Linked DNA regions of Zea mays: region 2 is linked to region 1. A link is a contact called in public Hi-C data. All regions are on one chromosome and are shown on one strand. The core of a region is the stretch at or near the end of the contact, and the rest is flanking DNA. Distances in the headings are between cores, read along the strand shown. Region 1 holds the start of LOC103633560 (ACR8). Region 2 holds the start of LOC100282262.

The links. Hi-C and Micro-C count contacts between places; a contact is called where the count stands out from the background.
Region 2: a contact with region 1 is called in a Hi-C map of tassel, with 5 times the contacts expected there. The contact joins the promoter of LOC100282262 here to the promoter of LOC103633560 in region 1. A contact is called at or near these places in 3 of 25 Hi-C or Micro-C datasets (ear, endosperm and tassel).

Annotation. Positions count from the first base shown.
Region 1 is chr1:33,849,688-33,853,807 of Zm-B73-REFERENCE-NAM-5.0, reverse strand. It overlaps LOC103633560 (ACR8), which reads right to left and starts at 1,730. Exons shown (of 4, transcript XM_008655249.4): 1 at 1,175-1,730; 2 at 247-1,048. The coding sequence starts at 1,236.
Region 2 is chr1:34,166,565-34,170,684 of Zm-B73-REFERENCE-NAM-5.0, reverse strand. LOC100282262 reads right to left here and starts at 2,414. Exons shown (of 8, transcript NR_158761.1): 1 at 2,036-2,414; 2 at 797-856; 3 at 41-123. It overlaps LOC100277561, which reads right to left. Exons shown (of 2, transcript NM_001367859.1): 2 at 2,903-4,120. The coding sequence ends at 3,096.

The DNA.
Region 1 (4,120 bases), core at 481-2,980:
CACAATCAAAGCAATTCAAAAAGGTAAAAGTGGAGTAAAAGCGAGAGAACAATTTTGACAGAAAGGTCCAACGCGCCTAACGCAGGCAGTTAACTTATGAAACTCCAGATGACGGGGAATTCGGTAATGGCGACCCAGATCATCGCGACAAAAATCAAGGCATCACCGACCTATTTCTCCGGGAGGGGGAAAAAATCTAGGGGGATCAATCGAGAAAGAAACGCCTGGAAAGAAAAGAAGCATCACCTGCTGGGCGTGATCGCCGTCCGTATCGAACGTGCCGTGGTACACCACGTAATCCAAGTCCGTCAAGGTGCACACGACGTCGAACAGCAGCTTGGGGCGGTCACGGCAGCTCACGGTGAGCACCGAGTACCCCCTCTCCCCCCAATCCTGCACGGCGACCGCCGTGGCCTGGTCGGCGCGGCTCTCGGCCTCCCCGTCCTCGTTGAGGAGCTGGTGGAGCCTCCGGTCCATGTTGACGGCCGCGGCGTCCGCCCGGACCATCCTGGCGCCGAGCGCGCCGCCGCGGAGGACGTGCCTGAGCCTGGACTCGACGCGCCGGACCCGCGCCGCGTCGTCGATGGGCGCGCCCGTGTCCTCGTCGCGCACGAACACGAGCGCGGCGACGCGGCCGCCGTGCGTCCAGGCCCTGGCGTCGGCGATGTCGCAGCGGAGGTCGTGCAGCACGGCGAAGACCTCGGAGAGGAGGCCCGGGCGGTCGGCGCCGACGAGCTCGAGCAGGGTGGGCGTCCCAGCCGCAGCGGCGGGCGGCGTGCGAGGCGGCAATGCGTCGGCCGAGAGCGAGGACTCGAGCCGCGCCAGCAGGGCGTCGGCGTCGGCGTCGGCCACCTTGCGGCCCGCGGCGTCGGTCACGTGGAACACGTCCATGAACCAGCGGCCGTCGTCGGAGGAGATGTAGCCCTTGCGGACGCAGACACCGTGGTCGGACAGGGCCGCCACCGCCTCGAGCAGCACGCCGTGCTTCCTCGCGCTGTGCACCTGCACCAGCGTCGCCGTCGCGCACACGCCGTTGTCCACCACCACCCTGCGCCATCGCCCGCGACCGATCACCGACCGCTCCATCGAAGGATCAAGGATCCATCCAAGAACGAGAACCGCAGGGGGAAAAAAGAGAGAGCGATGAAATCCCCACCCACCCACCCTCCCTTACCTCGGGGTGTTCATGTGGCGCACGAAGAGCTCGTACACCTCTGAGGGATGGTACCGCTCCATGGCCGCCGGTACCCTCTCCTCCTGGCCTCGGCCTCTCCTCCGCTGCTCCGCTTCAGTTTCCCGGACTCTCGCAACGCGGCGACGGTTCCCTTTGCCGCGGGGGGCGTGCGTGCGTGCGTTTCTTTCCTCCTATGCAGGGGCGCAGGGCAGGGGCGCAGGGGAGGCGGAGATTTCGTTTCGGTCGGAGGGAGATCGTAGATTAGGTTGGGGCTTGAGAGCGTCGCGTTCGCGTTGGTTCAAATTGAGCGCTGGGTGTGGGAACGGTGGGTTTTTGCTCTGGTCTGGGCTGGTGGCCTCTCCGCCTGTGTATGTGCCTGTGTCTGTGTGTGCGATGCGGGTGTGGGGATGGCCGGGGTTGTCTCGGTCAGCATCCGTCTACAATGCGCGCGCGAGACCGGCGATTTCACGCAATCCTTGCCACGGATTGGTGGGAGCCTGGGCTCTGGAGTCAAACGGCGGTCGCAGGCGAGGACTGGGCAAGCGGAACTGTCTATGGTCGGGCTGCTGGGGTTCAACCGAAGGCTACTACTCTACACATGAGAAAGTGAGACGCTGCCGTGTGGAAAAAGTTTCTGGTATCCGGTGTGAAAGTGATGATTCACTCGCGTTGTCGTCGGGAGGGAGTGCGGGAATCGCCTCCCTCTAGCCTATGCGTGCCAAGAATCGGTAGACTCGTACCATATATGATTTTATAGATGCTAGCATATATACTACGCTACGCTTCTTACATACACTGTCCCAGAGGTAGAAAAAAATTGACAACGAAGTAACTAGTAATACTTATCCTATCTATAATAATTATTTTAAAGGTGTTACAAAATCAGAAAGTTGTACTAATTGATAATAGTATTATAACTTTTTTCTAATATAATTATGATACACTTTGATAAATTAGACGGTAAAACAATTCATTGCAATCTATGGGTTGGAGAATTTGTTCTTAAACAACCTTAATATGACATATCTTATAATTATTATAAAAATCAAAAGGGTTTATGCACCTAATAAAGCTAATTCGGTCTCTTCGGCATTTCAAACCAATAAGGTCAATTCCGCAGGTGGAGCTAACACATCCATGCTAATAGACCACTTTTACTCCTATTTTGGGTCTGTTAATCGAAGAATCACACCAGGGTAGCGAAAGTACCCAAGACAGAGGTACAAAGTTATGAGTAGAGTATGGGTGTACGCTGATCCAAGTGCAGCCTAGTACCAACATCGGTGCAATTTAGAGAGGTTTAGGCCACAAACTGTGTGATATTCTATGTCCTCTCGTGTATGATGGATTTATGAACACGAAGGTAAAGAAGATTACAAATAGGTGTAGCATCCCAGACTAAACAACCGAAGCTAAACATGTATTTAAGCCCAGAAAACCGTATGTGGTGAAATACATTACACAAGTGGTGCCACAGTCATACAATGCTTTATTTAGTATATTCGATTACAATAATAATACAAACTAAGAAAGATATAGTTGATTTGGTAAACGCTAGGGTAGTCTCTTCTTCCCACACGGTGGCTTCTAGTGCAACAGCACCACACCAAACTTGGGTATAGGACACGAACTACTCAGAACTCCTCGGACACGAAATCAGGATTATCTGCAATGATTTATCAACGAGTGAGTACAAAAGTACTCAGCGAGTCCCACCTCGCCCTTACGATGAGGGAGTTACTGATAGTCGCCTAGAAGGGGGGTGAATAGGGCGAAACTGAAATTTATAAATATAAACACAACTACAAGCCGGGTTAGCGTTAGAAATAATAATAAGTCCGAGAGAGAGGGCGCAAAACAAATCACAAGCAAATGGAGAGTGTGACACGCGGATTTGTTTTACCGAGGTTCGGTTCTCGCAAACCTACTCCCCGTTGAGGAGGCCACAAAGGCCGGGTCTCTTTCAACCCTTCCCTCTCTCAAACGGTCCCTCGGACCGAGTGAGCTTCTCTTCTCAAATCACTTGGGAATCAAACTTACCGCAAGGACCACCACACAATTGGTGTCTCTTGCCTCAATTACAAGTGAGTGTTTGATCACAAGAAAGAATGCCAAAGAAAAGAAGCGATCCAAGCGCAAGAGCTCAAATGAACACTACAAATCACTCTCTCTAGTCACTAAGGCTTTGTGTGGAGTTGGGAGAGGATTTGATCTCTTTTGGTGTGCTTTGCAATGAATGCTAGCTCTTGTATGGTGGTTGGAAGCTGAAAAACTTGGATGCAATGAATGGTGGGGTGGTTGGGGTATTTATAGCCCCAACCACCAAACATGACCGTTGGTGGAGGCTGTCTGTCGTATGGTGCACCGGATATGTCCGGTGCGCCAGCCACGTCACCAAAGCCGTTGCAATTCGACCGTTGGAGTTCTGACTTCTGGGCCCGCCTGGGTGTCCGGTGGTGCACCGGACATGTACTGTAGAGTGTCCGGTGCGCCAGCATGGGCGTGCCTGACGCCTGCGCGCTCTGGCGCGCATTAATTGCTGTTGCAGGCGATCGTTGGCGCGAAGTAGCCGTTGCCCCGCTGTTGCACCGGACAGTCCGGTGTACACCGGACATGTCCGGTGAATTATAGCGGAGCAGCCGTTATGATTTCCCGAGGCTGTCAAGTTCCAGAGCCGCGTCTTCTTGGAGCACCGGACACTGTCCGGTGTACACCGGACAGTCCGGTGAATTATAGCGCGCCGGCTTCTGAAAATTTCCGAGGCTGAGGAGTTCTGCGCGAGGTCCCCTGGTGCACCGGACACTGTCCGGTGCGCCACCGGACAGTCCGGTGTGTCAGACCAGGGAGCCTTTCGGGATGCCTTTAGCTCTCTATTTTGAACCCAACTTTGGTCTTTTTAATTGGCTTGTTGTGAACCTTTGACACCTGTATAACTTATACACTAGA
Region 2 (4,120 bases), core at 1,165-3,664, 320 kb before region 1:
CAAATGTAAGAAAACAATAGTTAAATAAGGTCTCTTTTACCGCTTGTAATATCCGTTCCTTGATTCTCTCCCCAAGCCAGTGAGCTTCCTTAACATTGAATCGCATGTCAACCTTTGTGTTAACTGTAAGATGGTAGTGGGGCTTTAGAACAAAGAGGCAAAAATTAAGCCGTGACTTATTTAAGTAATTAACTGATTATTATTCAGAGATTTCTGAGTTCGTTAGGAGAAATCTTGCATGCATTAATATTAGAAAGTTTACTAGTATTATGAATCTTATGCTTAAGAATATAAGTTGGATGTGATCTGTTAACAGGCTGGGGCCTAAATACTATACACTATAGGAAGGCCATGTTTGCAAGGGAGATAACAACCAAGAAGCAATATATCAATGAGCTTTGCCTACCCAAACTAGGTTATGAACAGAAACTCTTCTCAACAGGAGAAACCGTCCACAAGAGGGTGATCAGCCCTTGTTTTGACATATTCATCAGGTTCTATAATAGATTTAATAGCCAAAAGAGTGCAAGCATGTTGTAGTATGGCCCAACAGCAATTATCTAATGAATATTCTTTAAAAAACAATTATCTAATGAATAAGCATGAAAAGAGAGAGAAAAATACATGCTATTGAGTGATTGAGTACTGAAAAATCGTGGCACTCACTAAATTCTGAATGCAGAAACAGCAGGAAGAGAAAATACAAATGTAAATAAATACCAATGCAATGATGAGAAACTGACGCAGATGGTCTATATGGAATGACAAAAAGGAGAATGTGGGAAAACAATGAAACCTTTGTTAACATTCTGACCACCAGGACCACCACTTCTTGCAAAATTAACAGTAACATGATCTGCAGTAAATGGAATTAGAATAAACTTTAGCAAATCAAGCACTAAATAAACATGGTAATCAAGTTTCAAAAATCATTTCATAACACTGGAAAATATATCGTTGCACCCAAAATTTATCGAAAGCGAAACCAACCATAAGTTCTATTTACATGGATATTTTTGTCTTCTAGATCATCTATAAACATTGCAGTTGATAGGCATACCAAATCTACTCAGGTTCACAGAAAGATCACTCAATCATCTTGTGTTGCACCTTGCACTTGCACGGATAACATCTTCAACAATGTGTGACAAGAAAATGCATTCTCAATTGTAACTAACCCAGAACATTGCAGGAGATGTCATGTCTATATTGTTTGAGACATCGATTTATGAGCCAAAATTAATAATCACCTCAACCATCCTCACGCTCTCCATGTTCTCACTTGTACTATATTTTTTTGGAATTCTCCATTTCCATTATTGTAATAACGGAAAGACAAGCAGTCTGATAACCAGGAACAGAAGGGAGAAAACAGAGGACTAACCAACTTAATTTAAGCAACTAGCCTAGCATTATAACCCATGCAAACACAGTTTACAGAGTACAGCGTCCAGGACAAAAGCAGCTACAAGCTGCATGGACAGTTCAACGCTTCTGAACATAATATGATAAACGTCATTGCAAACAGCCAGTTTCATGACTTCATGAGGTAATATGTAACCTATCTGCTTTTATATGGTTCGTTAATTTGCACTCTACAGCACCAACAGTTTCTAATCAAAGAATGGCACGCTGACAAAAGACCATATCAATCATGTCCACAGTTTGCTCTAAACGTGAAATGAAGTTACCAAGGAATTAACGAATTAGTAGAAGATACATTTAAACCGCACATACAACTCCTTGGTGCCAGCCATTCCGGTCAAACGAAATTACCACATACGCACATCAATTGGTATGCAAATAGGATTTCTACAGGCTTGAGCAGACTCAGTGCAAGCCCTTCAACAGTTTGCACATACAGTGCCCCTTGTGATCATAAGTATTAACGTTTCTTGACAGTCAACTGTGGTACATAAGCTGCAAACTATACCGGTTTGATGCTAGAGTGCGACATTGCCATTCAGAAATCAATAAGGGTTTTGGGACCGATTGGAAGGCAGAACGAGGATTCAGGCCAGCTGTAGTTAATTACCCAGGGTGATCTTGGGGGCAGGGTCCGAACCCGCCGACGCGGCGCGCTCCTCGGCGTTCCGCAGCACCTGCTGCGTCAGAGCCAGCCGAGCCGACACCTTCTTTCCACCGGCGTCGCCGGCCCCGGCCGCCGAGCATCGGAGGCGTATAAGCCCGGTGCGGCCAACGGCCAGGTTCAGACCCAGGCTCGGGGCAGGACACCGAGGGGACTGGAACAGGAGGCAGGAAGGATGGCGGAAACCGAACCGCAGGAGGCTGCTGCCCCGCATGGCGGTCGCCATTTGGGAGGAAGGCGACTAGCGAGCGGCGGAACTAGAGAGCTCGGCCGCACGGCGAACGGGTGAAGGCGAAGCGAAAGCAGGAAGCAACAGCAACCAATCGCTTGGGCTTTTCCTGTAGTTTAGTTTGTTTTTTGCTGGGTGGGCTGACTTGAGATATAGCCCATCTGGAGGACTTCTGCTAGTTGGTCCAAACTTTCTGGTGTTGATTTACCACCTCTGTAGACCATTTCCCTAAAAACACAAATCATTAGCTCATGGCAAGAAAATCCAACTAAATTAGCTGCAGAACTCATAGGATTTATTATATTTTTATAAAAAACAATACTACTGCTACCTCTGTATAAGTTATGCACACAACAATTTCTTATATGCCAAGTTTTTCGGTAAAACCGGTTATTAAGAAGAGAAGAAATAGACTAGCGTGGCTAAAGAAAATTGGACAGCCAAAAGGCCGAAGACACGTGTCTGACGGTTAAGATAGTTGGAGGGTCCAATCAATCTATTCCATTGGGATCTGCGATGTGAAAGTTTCGAGCTTCCAAGGTTGGTCATGTCATGATTCTCATGCCGCACTTTGCAGCTTCGGCCAAACAAAGAAACTGTTAAGTGGTACTCAAACTTTACATAATAAAAAATTAACAGAAACTGTTCGTGATTAATAATTCACCCATATTCACACAAGCAGAAGCAGTAAATGCCTAAACGCAGATCATCATGTTTTTTTAGCGAACAAGTAAAATCCCCGTGTTCTTTCTACCTGTGCAAGGGCAACATTTTACCCTACTTCACTGCTCTACAGCTATCAACCACATCTGTAGCACTCCCATTAATGTCACTACAGCTACTCCCCAACCCCACGCTGCCGTTGGCGCTGCTCCCGCCATCTCTGTGGCCGTCTGTGCGGGCGTTACTGCTGGTGTAGAAGCAGACGACCCTGCATTTCACCACGCCCGCGCCGGCCAGGTAGACGTGGAACCCTGGCGCCATCATCATCTTCACGCTGGCCGGTTCCAGCGTCCCCGCCCGGCTGGCCGCGGCGTCCTCCATGAACCGCGGGTCGAAGCGCGCGCCTCGCTCGGCGCGCACAACGGGGAGCGGCGGGTGGACGGAGCGCGCCAGGAGGCGGACGCCCCACACGCCCTTGGCGGCGAGGAAGAAGGCCTGCAGCAGCGGCTCAGGCCACGGCCGCGCGCGCGCCCAGCCGAGCGAGGACACCACCTCGCTCATCTTGGCGTCGCAGAAGCGGCTGAGCCCCTCGCTGTAGTGCTTGGTGCCGTGGAGGAGGACCTCCTCCCACGTGAGCACCGCGACGGCGTGGTACGCCGCGAGGTTGGCCTGGCACCGGCCCGCGGGGTCCGTGGTGTGGGCGTCGGCGTCGGTGTCCAGCTCGAAGTCGGCGTGGAACGCGCGGTTGAGGAAGCTCTCGAGGCTCGGGCCGGGGCTGGAGGGGCTGCGGAGGTGGGCGGACAGCGCGCGCGCGAGGTTCCGCACGGCGGCGCGGGCGGTCGAGACGGCGCGGAGGAAGGAGTCGACGGGGAAGGCGGCCGCGGGGGTCGGGAGCACGCGCGCCTCGAGGCGCGCGAGCTTGTGCTCCAGCTCGGCGAGGGAGTGCTTCAGGCGCGTGGTCTCCTCCAGCGCCTCGTCCCGCGTGCGCGTGGCCGCGGCGAGCCTGCGGGAGAGGTCGGCCGCGGCGAGGCGCCACTGCTCGCCGTCCCCCGCGTCGGCGCCTGCCGAGGCCGGCGTGGCCGACGGCGACGAGCGCGGGGTGGAGCGGCGGGTGAGGGAGACGAACAGCGAGCGGATGA